Linked DNA regions of Mus musculus: all the other regions are linked to region 1. Evidence: chromatin contacts called from public HiChIP or PLAC-seq and promoter capture Hi-C data. All regions are on one chromosome and are shown on one strand. Each heading gives the region's core, a stretch centred on a gene start, on an enhancer-like site or on the middle of the called end of the contact. The rest is flanking DNA. Distances are from core to core; before and after follow the strand shown. Region 1 holds the start of Npas1 (neuronal PAS domain protein 1). Region 2 holds the start of Ehd2 (EH-domain containing 2). Region 3 holds the start of Gng8 (guanine nucleotide binding protein (G protein), gamma 8). Region 4 has its middle 19 kb from the start of Slc1a5.

Region 1 (3,258 bases), core at 512-3,011:
ATGCCTTTAGTTCCAGCACTTGGGAGGCAGAGACAGGCAGATTTCTGAGTTCGAGGCCAGCCTGGGCTATAGAGTGAGTTCCAGGACAGCCAGGGGCTACACAGAGAAACCCTGTCTTGAAAAACAAACAAACAAACAAACAAAAAGATGTGACAGTAAGACTTGGCAGTAGTGAGGATGCTCCTACACTCAGGCAGGAAGCCTGTATCAGGTTCATGTCAGCCCTCTCCTAATTAGGGGCTAGTTATCTGGAAGGCCTGTTATTTCCAGGATGCTCTACCACCTTGCTGAATCCCCAGACTTTCAGTTATTTCTTTGTCTTTTGTTTGTTTGTTTGGGGGATTTTTTTTGTTTGTTTTTGTTTTTGTTTTTTGAGACAGGGTTTCTCTGTGTAGCCCTGGCTGTCCTGGAACTCACTCTGTAGACCAGGCTGGCCTCCAACTCAGAGATCTGCCTGCCTCTGCCTCCCGAGTGCTGGGATTAAAGGTGTGCGCCACCACTGCCTGGCTGTTTGGGAGATTTTGTTGTTTGATTTTTTTATTTGTTTTTGTTTTTCAAAACAGACTTTCTCTGTGTAGCCCTGGTCGTCCTAGAACTCACTCTATAGAGCAGTCTGACCTCGAACTCAGCGGCTTCTTTTTACATTCTGTGAGTGCGTGTTGGGGTGGGGGGTCCTCACGTGTGTCAGGGGACAACTCAGGGAATTGGTTCTTTTCTTCCACTGTGTGTGTTCATGGAATCAAGCAGGCCATCTGGGCTGGTGGCAAGCCATTTACCCATGAGACATCTTGCCAGTGCCTGTGTGTGCTCACACGCATTCCATGGTTGCAGCCCATGTGGAGGTCAGAAGGCAGTCTCGTCTCTTCTCGCCTTGTTTGAGACAGTCTCCTGTCAGGTAACCAGGCTGGCCTGCCAGCTTCCCAGGGCCCTCTTGCTGCGCACTGTCGGACTGCTGGTGTGACAGACACACAGCGGGACTACCTTAGACTTTGTGTGGTTTCTAGGGATTTGTACCCAGGTTGGCCTCACACTCTTCCGCCACAAGCTTTATGCTCTGGGCTGGCCATTCTCCCAGCTCAGCCACACTTTAGTTTTTGAGACAGGATCTCCCTCTGGATCCCAGACTGCATTCATTTTATAGCCCAGGCTTGACTCCAACTTGTGCAATCCTCCTGCCTCAGCATCCCAAGTGCTGGGCTTAACAAGTGAGTGCCACCACATCCCGCTGTTTCCCCATTCTCACTTATAAAGGTGGGTGCCCACAAGTTGGGGCTCTAGTTCCAATGGGAGGCATAGAGACAAGACCTTGGGGCCCTGGGCTATATCGTCCCCTTAACAACCAAGACCTGGGTAAACGAAGGAGTCAGGTGCCCAGGCCACGACCTGACCTTAATGGAGTCTGGCATCCTGGAATTCTCACTTGGGAAGAGAGATTGTGAAAGGCCCCGATTTACATCTCTAGAAGGGGCACTGATGTCCGAGTGTCCTTTCCTACTGAACTATGGTGCAGATTGCCCCAAGAGTTCCAAGGGGTGGCTGGGGCGCCGGGGGGAGGGTTCTATAACTGAAGATGGCGATCGTGGTGGGACTCCAGGGTGGAGAGGCTGGCAGAGCTTCCTGATGTGGTCAAACGGTGAGGATACTCAGACACACCAGGCCAACACTATCCCAGATAGTTCCCGGAATGGGAACTATCCAGCAGGCAGGGGCCGCTGTAGGCGGGGCGAAGACAGGCACCGCCCCTCGCCGCCGCTGTCCGTGGTCTCAAAGTCTGCGAGGCCGCCGTGGGCGCCGAGAGCCGGGCTCCCCAGCCCGCGCGCCCCGGGGTCTATGGAGCGGCCCCTCCACGCCACCCAGTGGACCCCACGCCGCGCCCCGAGCACGCCCAGCGGCCAGGTAACCATGTCGGGAGTCCTGCGGGTGCGGGACGCCTGAAGGTTTGGCGGGAGGAAATGGGGACTTCTGGGTCCTGCTGGGATGCGAGGCTGAGAGTCTTGGTAACCTGGAGGCCACGGCATCCGGACACCTATACCGCCGGGATCCAGAAAGTGGTGCATGGTTGTTGGGGTCCTGGTCACAGAGGCTCAGGGGACTGATTAGACGTCAGCGCGTTTTGGGGAGGCTTGGAGGCCACCTGGATGCTGGGGACATGGTCGGCCTGGACGCCTAATCGTGAAGAGGAAAGAACCAGATGGACACGTCCCTGGCTCTAAAGGATCTGGATTCCAGTACCTGGGCCCCGAGTGTCGCGTCCATCCTGGAGTGACCAGCGGTGTCATAGACCAGGGTCTTACGCCCTGGTCTTTAGGGAGGAAGTTGTACATTAGGGATATTTAGCAACCGGGTCAGGTGGCGCCACCCCGAGGGGCTTGAGTGCTTCCTGGGCAGGACTTGGGGTGGGGTCCCTCTGTCCTCCCTGCCTCCTTAGCCCAGGCTAGGAAGTGGGTGTAGCTGCAGACCTGGGGAGTGGGACTCTGGGGATAGCTTTGGGGAACAGGTCCTTCGGGTGCTGGGAGCTATGGGGGGGATGGAGCCCAGAGCGTCTGGGCCCCAGCGAGGAGCCCGCCCCAGCGCAGCTTGGGCATGCTTGGCACGCAGCGCGCGGGCCGGTCCGATCCGTATGCGCGCCGCGTGCGCCCATTGGTATGCGGGAGCCGGCCCGGCGCGGGCGTGAGGCGGGCGCGCTGGCGGGCCGCGCGGGGGAGGCGGCGGCGGGGCACGTCCTCACCCGAAGCGCCAGGGTGGGAACCGCGGCTTCCCAGGAAGGGGAAACTGAGGAACGCATCTAAGGCAGCTCCTGGCTTGACCCTTGGGCACACGCACGCACCTCAGTTTCCCTGGACGTTCTTCCTCCAGGGAACTGAGCCCCACCTGCGACTCCTTCGCACCTGAATTCCCGAGTCCCCGTCGAGATGGCGACCCCCTATCCCAGAAGCGGTGGCCGAGGTGAAGTCAAGTGCGGGGGCGGCCGTGGAGCCGGCGTCCCCTGGGATTTCCTGCCTGGGCTGATGGTCAAGGCCCCGCCCGGACCCTGGTGAGCAAATCTGCCCCTGAATGGCCTCTCCCCCGAAGGCGTGCGGGGGTGGGGGGCTTCACAGCCTTTCAGATGACATTCATCCTCTGGCCTGTGCCCTGACCCATATCTAGACTTCCGTCACCCTCACTTATTGCTGAGTTCTGTTTTTAGTCCCCCAGCTGCGAATTCACCCCGACATTCTCAGGCTAAAGAGAAGGTTCTGTCCCCAGCCCCGTGGCCTG
Region 2 (3,258 bases), core at 461-2,960, 510 kb after region 1:
AAAAAAACTTGACTAGTATGCAAGAGGCCCTAAGTTTTTTTTTTTACCATCATCCCATAAACTGGGCATGGTGGTACACACCTGTAATCCCAGCAGTCTGGAAAGTGGTCATTGTGGGCAGGCGACATTTTCAGAAAAGCAACCGTTTGCTTGCTTTGTATGGTGGCATACACCTATGTGTGTGGGGGGCTGAGGCAGGAGAATCGTGAGGGTAATTTGGGCTACTTAGTGTCCAGACTCTATTTTAGAATGCCAAAATAAAGTAAGGCATGTGTCATAGTTAGGGTGTCTATTGCTATGAAGAGACACCATGACCACGACAACTCTTATAAAGGAAAGCGTTTAATTGGGGCTGGCTTACAGTTTCAGAGGTTCAATCTGTTATCATCATGACAGGAAACGTGGAGGTATGTAGGCAGACATGGTGCTGAAGAGGTAAGTTGTACATCTAGGTTGGCAGGCAGCAGGGAGAGAGAGACTGGGCCTGGCTTGATTATTTGACACTTCGATGTCCCCCCTCTACCCCCTACACACGTCCTCCAAAAAGACTATACCTACTCCAACAAAAACACAGCTCCTAATAATGCCAGTCCCTATGAGCCTACGGAGGCCATTTTTATTCAAACTACCACCCCGTGTGCTGTGTCTATGAACTGATGCTGAGAGTGTATGCCTGCACCACCGTGCTGGGCATATTCTGTGCTGGCGATAGAACTCAGGGCTTCATGTATCCTAGATGGGCACTGTACCAACTAAGCCACATCCCTAGCCCCATGGCCTTGAGGTTTCTCCCCCTTGTGTTTTTGTTGGTGGCGGTGGTGTTGGTGGTGGTTGGTTGGTTGTTTTTATAGTAGATACACAGCGTCTCTACTACGTAGCTTTGGCTGGTCTGGAATTTGCTATGAAGATCAGGCTGGCTTTAAACTCATAGAGATTCACCTGCCTCTGCCTCCCAAATGCTGGGATGAAAGGCTTGTGCCACCACATTGGGCCTGTGCACTTACATTTTAATAATTTACTTTTATTTATATGTGTTGGTGTTTTGCCTGCTTTGCACATGTGTGTGTGAGGGTGTCAGATCTTGAAGTTACAGACAGTTGTGAGCTGTTGTAATATGTGTTGTAATGTGAGTTGTAATGTGGGTGCTGGGAATTGAATCCAAGTCCTCTGGAAGAGCAGTCAGTATTCTTTTTTTGGGGGGGGGGTGGAGGTTTTTTTGTTTTAGCTTTTGTTTTTCGAGACAGGGTTTCTCTGTATAGCTCTGCTCTGTATAGCTCTGCTGTCCTGGAACTCACTTTGTAGACCAGGCTGACCTCAGAACTCAGAAATCCGCCTGCCTCTGCCTCCCAAGTGCTAGGATTAAAGGTGTGTGCCACCACGCCCGGCTCAGTCAGTATTCTTAAATGCTGACCATCTAACTCTTCCGTCTTGTACTTAAGATTTTAAAATTACTGTTGTTACAGTTATTTTTGAGACAGGATCCCCGCCCCCCCCCCCACGCGGTCCAGCTGGCTTCAAACTTGCATGCACCACTATGATCAGACAAATTATTGGTAGGCCTGCTGCAGCCTCTGTCAACTTATTTGCTAAGAGAGGGAGCCAAAAGCTGGAGGATGGGGCTCACACTGAACTAAGGAGTGCACGCTCGAACCTGTGCGCGTTTTCACAGTGCCCGCCAGGGGGCGCCCGAGGCTGGCGCGGGCTAGGACAGGGGGCCTGGGGCCCGCCCTGCTCGCCGCTCCTAGCGCACGCGGCCCCACCCGTCTCACTCCACTGCGGACAGGACAGAGCTCGGGCTGCTTGCTCTGCGCTCCCCAGATCCCTGGTGAGTGCTCCCCAAATCCCACCTCTCACCCTCGCTCCCCTCTGTAACAGTCTGTGCACTCTCCGTCCCAGTCGCTCCCAATTCCCACACTCCAGGACTACCCCCACCCCTCCTCAAATCTTCCCTCAACCTCCTCAGATCTCCCCAGCCTCTCTTTAGTACTCCGTATAGCCCCCTCCCCCTCCCCCTCCCCCAGTTCTCCCAGTCCCTACCCAGCCTTCATCTTTGAAGACTCCCCCTTTGAAGTGGCCTTCTACCCTCCACACCCATCTCTGCTCCCCTTGGTCCGTCTTGCCACCCAAGAGCCTTCTCTTGCCTCTCGAAGTGCATAGACTCTTCAGCCACCCCTTTTTGAGATGCCCCTCAGCTGCCTCCCTGCCTGGGACATTTCCAGGGTTCCCTCTCTTCATCTATGTCACAGGTTCTTCCGTCCGTTATTTCTCCCACCCCTCCAATCCATTTTCTTTCCACTCTTCCCTTTTCCTTTAAGTCACAATGATTTTATATTTTGATTTGCAACGTTTGGGGTTTTGTTTGTTTGTTTTGATATTTAAATTGTCCCATCTTTGAGTCAGATATGGTGGCACACTCCTTGAACCCCAAGATGTAGAAAGCAGAGGCAGGCAGATCTCAGTCTAAGGCTAACCTGGGCTACATAGGTCCAGGTCAGTCAGAGCTACATAGTGAGAATGTAGGGGGCGGGGATGTCGGAGAGGAAGCTGGTGGTGGAGAGTTCACTGAGAGTCAGAACTGGCTGCTCTTCCAGAGGTAGAGGTAGAGGATGGTCCCGAACTTCTAATCTTGTGTCTGCCTGCCTAGTGCTGAGATTACAGATATGCACTCTGCCCTACATGGTAGCTCAAAACCATCTGTTACTTCAGTCCAGGGGAATCCAAAATTCTTTTCTGGCCCCCAAGGGGCCATGAACATGGAACACAGGCATACATAAAGACACATAAAATATTTTTAATAAAAGAAAAAAAAAAGGAAAAATTGTCTCATCTTTGGCTAAGGAGAGCCATTTCAGGCTGAGTGCTGGGTGGCCTTTGAGCTGACTCAGACTGGCTTGTTCCTTCCTAACCTCCAAGCCCCAGGCCCAGCCCCAGCCCCAGCCCCAGCCCCAGCCACAGCCACAGCCACAGCCACAGCCACAGCCCCAGCCACAGCCACAGCCACAGCCACAGCCACAGCCACAGCCACAGCCACAGCCACAGCCACAGCCACAGCCACAGCTCTGGGACAGCTGCTCTTCTAAGGAGCCCTCCATTCTTTCTGTGAGGAATGACAGTTAGAGACTCCAATCTGACCAAAAGCTGGCTCTTCAAAGTCACTAAAATAAGCGTCTACCTATGGAGCAAGGGGAGAGACTATTACTGACAGCCAGGAGATGCATCAACCCAGACACCACAGGCTCGTGAAGGCATTGAGGCACT
Region 3 (3,258 bases), core at 505-3,004, 420 kb before region 1:
GCTCATGCACACAAGCCTCTCCTCTTCCCACTCAGCCTCCCACTCTTTCACAGGCCATCAGAGTAGCAGCCTCACCCCATCACAGCACATCACAGCACACAGACTCAAAAGTCGCTCACACAGGGATGCATCCTATTTTGCTGGGTCACTGAGTAACCCAGTCCCGCCCCACCCCCCACCCCCCCACTTAACCCAACACACAATGACAAAGGTCCTTAATATACCTGCCCACTGCTGACACTCATGATTTCTCACAGCAGAGGTCACTGCACAGTCAGGCACAGTATCTTAGAGAGTCAAATGTATACATTGTTACCTACCAGTGCAGCTTTAACTTCTCCTGAAGTTCGCATTCACACTGTCTTGGAGTCTCACACAACCACATACTGGTTCAGCCTCACTGCCAAGCGCTCCATTGCCTAGTGTGACAGAGAACCACGTGCTTTTCTTTCCAGGAGCGCCTTTGTGTGGTCACATTTACTCCTGGTCAATTTCCTGATACACAGTGGCCCACATTCTCCCTCCCCATACTGTGTCACATGTTATTACTATCATAGCGGCACAGTGTCTTTTGGTATCATACATTGTTGACATTTGATAACATGGTCTTTTACACACACACACACACACACACACACCATTGTGGGCACAGCCTTTGCTGGGCCTTGAAGTCTATACTACAAACACTTGTCACACTCACTCACTCACTGTTTCTCTCTTCTACATTCAACATTCCCTGTCTCGCAGACCCTGTAAACTCACCTCTGCCACCCAGAACAATCACACACCTTTGCACAGGCAGTCACAAACACAAGCCAACCTCTCAGCGTCACACGTGGTCACCCAGTTTCTCAGGACTCACCAGTGTGGCAGACATACTGTCTCACATCCACACAGTTGGCCACACTAGGTCCCTCTCCCGAGCCTCCCTCTTGCATTCGATCATTTGATCACTTGGGCATTCCAGCTCCCCTGACTCTCTACGCTCTGTAACACGCGTGGTCACCCTTACATGTGGTCAGACTTACGAACAGTCTCCAGGCAGGTCCTCTCTCAGGTCCAATGCCATACACAGTGGCCCACAGTCTCGCTGATAAAGTGTAACAAGTATAACATGGTCAGCCACACATCACACCTACTCTAACAGTCCCACTGAACCCCTTCTTGTCATTCCTAATCTCACCTTGTCACACAGTCACACATCATCTGCTGGCGTCCCACACCACCTCTGAGGCGTGCCCTTACACTGGCGTGGGTCGCACCACCTCTGGACGTCGCATCCAGACCACAGCATCGCTTGCTTGCCTCGCCGCCATCAAGGACTCCCTATTGGCCACACGGTGGCGCCCGCGAACCAAAGTCGCTGCAGGAGCTCAAGCAGAAGAAGAGGCGAAGACTAGGCGTCCCCGTCCGCCCAGCAGAAGATAGAAACGGGAGATCTGGGGGACCCAAGAAGGATAAGAGAGGGAGATGGCTCCCTAGGAAGGTGAAAGTAGTGAGGGATCAGAGTGAGAGGACGGAAAATGGGACAGAGAACTTCAGAGGGCGGTGAGAACTGCAAAGAGAAACAGAACTAAGTTCACAGAGAGACAGACGAAGGATAGATGATGGATGCACAGGGAGAGGCCACAGGAGACAGATACACAGACTGAGCCTTGGAGACAGACACTCAGAGACCGAGTCAAGCCTGCCAAGAGACAAGAGAGACAGAGGGAGCCTTCCCCGCTGGACCACACGGCGGAGGCCGTGCCTATAGGGAGAGAGCATGCTGTGGGTGTGATCAAGGGAGGGGCTTTGTGGGGTGTGTTGAATGGGGCGTGGCCTGGAGGGATGTGAGGGCGGGGTTTAACGTTCCTTTTCATTCTGGCTCTCTGGGATGCTGGAACCCTGGGCAGGGGTGGAGTAAGGAGAAGCGTTTCTTTTGCAGACAGCTCAACCCTATTTTCACAGCCTGCCCTGGGAAGCCAAACTGGTGGGGAAAGATACCAGCCTCTGATAGTTCCCACCTGGCAGTACCGGAGATAGACTCCAAAATCTCGTATGTGCTAAGCAACCACTGAGCTGTATCCCATGGCCCTTTTTAACTTTTTCATTTTGAGACAGTCTCCTATAGTTGCGCTAGACTGGCCTTGAACTTTCTCTGTGGCCAAGGCAGGCTTTGAACTTGCGACCTTCCTGCATTGGCCATTCCAAGGGAGCTGGGATGACAAGTCAGAGCCACCCTGATAGCTTTTTGGAGTTGGGAGTATGGAACCCTGGCTCCCTGCCCCCCCTCCCTCGTGGGTTCACAGGGCCAGGTTGGAAGGAGAACACGGCCCACATCTGGAAAGTATCAGGCGCGCCGGACGTGCCAGGGCCCGGGGCCGGGACTGCGGAAGGGGGAGGGGAGCCAAAGATTGGTGTCTGCCGGCGCCTAGGAGGGGCCTGGGCGCGCGCCGAGCCCGGCGCCTCCCGCAGCTGGTTTTCATCCCCAGATCTGGCCTCGGCCGCCACTGGGGAAGAAACCCAGCTTACTTAAAGCTGGAAAGGCAGGGTGACAGCCCCGTCTCCGGACCAAAGGCTAGAGGAAGGAGGATGGAGGACAAACAGACACGGTCTGGATAACCTCCAGCTCCCTCCTAATCTGCAGATTTACATTTTACGTATTTATTTTTTGTGTGTATGGGGAGGTGTGTGCCAGTGCCACAGCCTTGGTGTGGAACTGAGACCACCTTGGGAGCCTCGGTTTTCTCCTTCCATCATGCGGGTGCCAGGGTGGAACTCGGGCCCACAGGCTTGGTGCCAAAGGCCATCTTCCAGCTGAACCATCTCGAAGTCCTTAATCATTAAGCATCTTAAAGTAAGTCCAGAATCCAGTTTCTTCCCACAAACTCAATTCAGCTTCGCTATTTTCTTGGCTTCCTCAGCTGGCTTCTGCCTTCTGCCTCTGACCCTGTCAACATGTTCCTTGTAGAGAAGTTTTGAGGTGTTTGTCTAGAATCAAGTCCCAGGGTACCTGTAATCCAGGCACTGGGGATGATGAGCCTGGAGGACCAGAACTTCTGGAATAGCCTGGACTACACAGTAAGTTTCCATCTCAACTGGTGCTAGAAAGTGGACCAGCCTAAAAGGGGGGGTGGGGGAGGGGACTGGGGGTTGTATTTTAGCTGGTAAAGGGATTCCATTGTGCAGGAAACCACAGGTAAAACAGATACCAGTAATTCAAGGATTCAGCATGTGGCCAGCCTTGGCTACATAGCAAAATTTTTTTTCATTTTT
Region 4 (3,258 bases), core at 541-3,040, 280 kb before region 1:
TGCTTTGAGGCAGGTTCTCAGGGGGCCTCAACCTCCCTCTAGTGACTGAGGTTGGCTTTGATCCTGCGATAATTTGGAGTTCATCTCCAAGTGCCAGGATAAAGGTTTAAAAAGCTATCTTAGAGTTTCCACTGCTGTGAAGAGACACTGTGACCAAGGCAACTCCTTTTTTGTTTTTTGTTTGTTTGTTTGTTTGTTTTTTTGCTTTGCAAGACAGGGTTTGTCTGTACAGCCCTGGCTGTCCTGGAACTCACTTTGTAGACCAGGCTGGCCTCAAACTCAGAAATCCACCTGCCTCTGCCTCCCAAGTGCTGGGATTAAAGGCGTGCGCCACCACCACCCAGTGGCAACTCTTATAAAAACAACATTTAACTGGGGCTGGCTTACAGGTTCAGAGGTTCAGCCCATTATCCTCATGGCAGGAAACATGGCAGCGTCTGAGCAGGCATGGTACTGGAGGAGCTGAGAGTTCTACATCTTGTTCCAAAGGCAAATAGAAGACTACTGACTTCCAGGCAGCTAGGAGGAGGGTCTCAAAACCCATGCCCATAGTGACACACTTCCTCCAACAAGGCCACACCTCCTAATAGTGCCACTCCCTGGGCCAAGCATATTCAAACCACCACAACCACTATCCACTACACCTACTTATTGGACCCAAGGCTGTGTGAAGGTGAGGTTAGCTTTCTGTGAAGACTGAGGTCTAAGGACAACTTGTTCAGACTGGTTCTTTCCTTCCACCATGAGGATCAAACAGGTCATCAGCCTTGGGATCTATTGCCTTTACTCAATAAACCACCTTGCCAGCCCATATTGTGTTTAAATCAGGAACTTATGGCACCAAGATTGGCTTTGAACTCCTGATTCTCCTGCTTCAACCTCCCAACTACTGGTATAGCAGACGTATGTATGCCACCATGTCTGACTCAAATGCACCCTTTTTATTTTATTTATTTTAATTTAATTAAAGTTATTTATTTTAGCCAGGTAGTGCTAAGGCATACCTTTAATCCCAGCTCGGGAGTTAGAGGTATGTGGATCTCAGTGAGTTCAAGGCCAGCTTGGTCTACATAGCTAGTTTCAGAACAGCCAGGGCTATACAGAGAAACCCTGTCTTGAAGAAAAAGAAGAGGAAAAAAAAGAAAAGAGGAGGGGAGAGGAGAAGAGAGGAGAGGAGAGGAGAGGAGAGGAGAGGAGAGGAGAGGAGAGGAGAGGAGAGGAGAGAAGAGAAGAGAAGAGAAGAGAAGAGAAGAGAAGAGAAGAGAAGAGAAGAGAAGAGAAGAGAAGAGAAGAGATGGAAGGAAAAGATCCTTATTTTATTTTGTGTGGTGGGTGTTTTGTTAGATCCCCTAGAACTGGAATTACTGATAGACGGTTGTGAGCTGCTGTGTAGGCGCTGGTCCTCTGTAAGAGCAGCAAGTGTTCTTAACTGCTGAGCCATCTCTCCAACCCAGGAATCCACTCTTAAGTAAGAAAACGGTGAGCTTTAGGGCCTGTGAGTGTCCTAAGTAGAACTTTCTCTGCGTGTGCTTACATAATGTCTACTTTGAGAACAAACACAGGCGCTGGGACCCTGGACTAGGCCTGATCCAGGTATGCAGGCTCTGCCCTTCCCTACCGGTGGCCCTCTGAGCTTCCTGCAGGGAGGCCCAGCCTGCTGGGGGTCTCTGATGTGGGCACTTCAGAGCCTCAACCTCTAGCCCACAGCCTATCCAGCTGGAGCCTGGAGTCCTCCCAAGAGAGCCTTTGAGGATGGGATAAAACAGGCTGGGGTACCTCCTGGGAAGAGCCTCAGGGCACGGAAGAAGGGAAAGAGAGAGAGAGGTGGAATTTCACTACCTCTTCCTGTCCGGTGCAGGCCATGTGCCTTCAATGATCAATTCCCATGTGTTCTATTAAAGTGTTCTATAAAAGTACCAGCCTAAGGGGTCCTGTCAGAGAATAGAAGGGGGGGGGGGAGAGAGAGAGAGAGAGAGAGAGAGAGAGAGAGAGAGAGAGAGAGAGAGAGAGAGAGAGAGAGAGAGAGAGTCCTGAAGAAGGAGGGGGCGGCTGGAGCAAAGAATGACCCCGCCTCGAGGGCAGTGGAGGCTGCCAAGCTTCCTCAACTTGTTCCAGAAGGTCCTGTAATGGAATGTTCTCCAAGCAGCCCATAGAAGGCTCTGGGGAGCAAGGGCTGTCCCTCAGGCTGTGCCTCTGGAAACGGCTGAAGTCTCTCAAAAGGGCATACAGATCCCCCTCCATCCCAGAGTAAAAAGATCCCCTAACATTCCAGCCGCCTCCAAGTGTCCTGTGTGGGTGAAAGCTGTGCGTGCCCCAGGGTGTGCGATGGGGGCCCTGGCCCACAGCACCCCTCAGCTTTCCCAGCATGCCCTTCTCCGTGGCTCCTACCCTTCCAACTTTTCCTCCCTGCTCTGTCTAACCTTTCTTCCTCCCGCCTTCCTCCTTCCCCCACTTTCTTTCGCAAAGCTTTTCTGGGGGTAGGGGTGGAAACAGACATGCAGCTGGATCTCTGTTCAGCCAGGTTTGTGCTGAGTTCCAGGAGAGCCAGAAGTACATAATGAGACTTATTTATCAAAAAATTATTGCCGCCCCCCGCCCCCCAACACACACACACAGGATTTCCTGCACACCAAGCAAGTGCTCTACCAACTAAGCTGCATTCCCAGCTCTTTTTTTTTTTTTTTTTTTTTTTTTTTTTTTTTTGGTTTTTTGAGACAGGGTTTCTCTGCGTAGCCCTGGCTGTCCTGGAACTCACTTTGTAGACCAGGCTGGCCTCGAAATTTGTCTGCCTCTGCCTCTCTAGTGCTGAGATTAAAGGCGTGCACCACCACCATCCCCAGCTCTTTTCAGAGAAAACGTCTTGTGGCATCGAGGTTGGCTTCAGATTTGAAACCATTCTCTCACCCCAGAGTCCCAAGGGCTTAGGGTAACCAACACGCACTACCAAGCCCAGATTTCTTCTGCTTTCCAGTCTGCTCCTTGTCCTTCTGTCAACCAGACCTCCCTCCCCAGCTGGGCGTGGTCCTCATCACCTCCCCTCCCCCCGCCCCCTCCGTCCTGAGCCTCTTAGCAAACACTGTTTCCCCTGCCACACCTCCCTCCCCACCTACTGGCCTACCATGATTGCTTCTGCACATTTCACCTCTGTGGCCTGACTTCCGCTCTCCTCAGGCAACTTACCAAGAGAGAAAGCAGAGCTTGCATCCTACTCATCCTACGGGAAGGCTGGAAACAAAAGGGATGGTTGAGAAGACCATC

What was found. Promoter capture Hi-C pulls out the DNA fragments that hold promoters and counts their contacts. HiChIP or PLAC-seq counts read pairs in DNA pulled down with a chosen protein or histone mark.
Region 2: a promoter capture Hi-C map of liver shows a contact between it and region 1, with 3 times the contacts expected there. The contact joins the promoter of Ehd2 here to the promoter of Npas1 in region 1. A contact is called at or near these places in 4 of 39 promoter capture datasets (embryonic stem cells, liver, neutrophils and 1 more) and 4 of 484 Hi-C or Micro-C datasets (embryonic stem cells and pro-B cells).
Region 3: an H3K4me3 HiChIP or PLAC-seq map of bone marrow-derived macrophages shows a contact between it and region 1, with 4 times the contacts expected there. The contact joins the promoter of Gng8 here to the promoter of Npas1 in region 1. A contact is called at or near these places in 1 of 39 promoter capture datasets (pre-B cells), 1 of 484 Hi-C or Micro-C datasets (embryonic stem cells) and 2 of 115 datasets of contacts at active chromatin or transcription factors (bone marrow-derived macrophages and large pre-B cells).
Region 4: a promoter capture Hi-C map of liver shows a contact between it and region 1, with 2.1 times the contacts expected there. The contact joins the enhancer-like site here to the promoter of Npas1 in region 1. A contact is called at or near these places in 7 of 39 promoter capture datasets (the 3T3-L1 cell line, the C10 cell line, frontonasal cranial neural crest and 3 more) and 1 of 484 Hi-C or Micro-C datasets (bone marrow-derived macrophages).

The regions. Positions count from the first base shown.
Region 1 is chr7:16,475,283-16,478,540 of GRCm38.p6, reverse strand. Npas1 (neuronal PAS domain protein 1) reads left to right here and starts at 1,761. Exons shown (of 12, transcript NM_008718.2): 1 at 1,761-1,896; 2 at 2,857-3,034. The coding sequence starts at 2,913.
Region 2 is chr7:15,965,987-15,969,244 of GRCm38.p6, reverse strand. It overlaps Ehd2 (EH-domain containing 2), which reads left to right and starts at 1,710. Exons shown (of 6, transcript NM_153068.3): 1 at 1,710-1,825.
Region 3 is chr7:16,890,282-16,893,539 of GRCm38.p6, reverse strand. It overlaps Gng8 (guanine nucleotide binding protein (G protein), gamma 8), which reads right to left and starts at 1,754. Exons shown (of 4, transcript NM_010320.3): 1 at 1,184-1,754; 2 at 1,029-1,090.
Region 4 is chr7:16,760,268-16,763,525 of GRCm38.p6, reverse strand. No RefSeq gene overlaps it. Among named protein-coding and RNA genes, the nearest start is that of Slc1a5, 19 kb to the left of the region's middle. Within about 2 kb of position 1,790, at least 73 of the 459 cell types and tissues checked have an H3K27ac peak or open chromatin away from gene starts, as enhancers often do.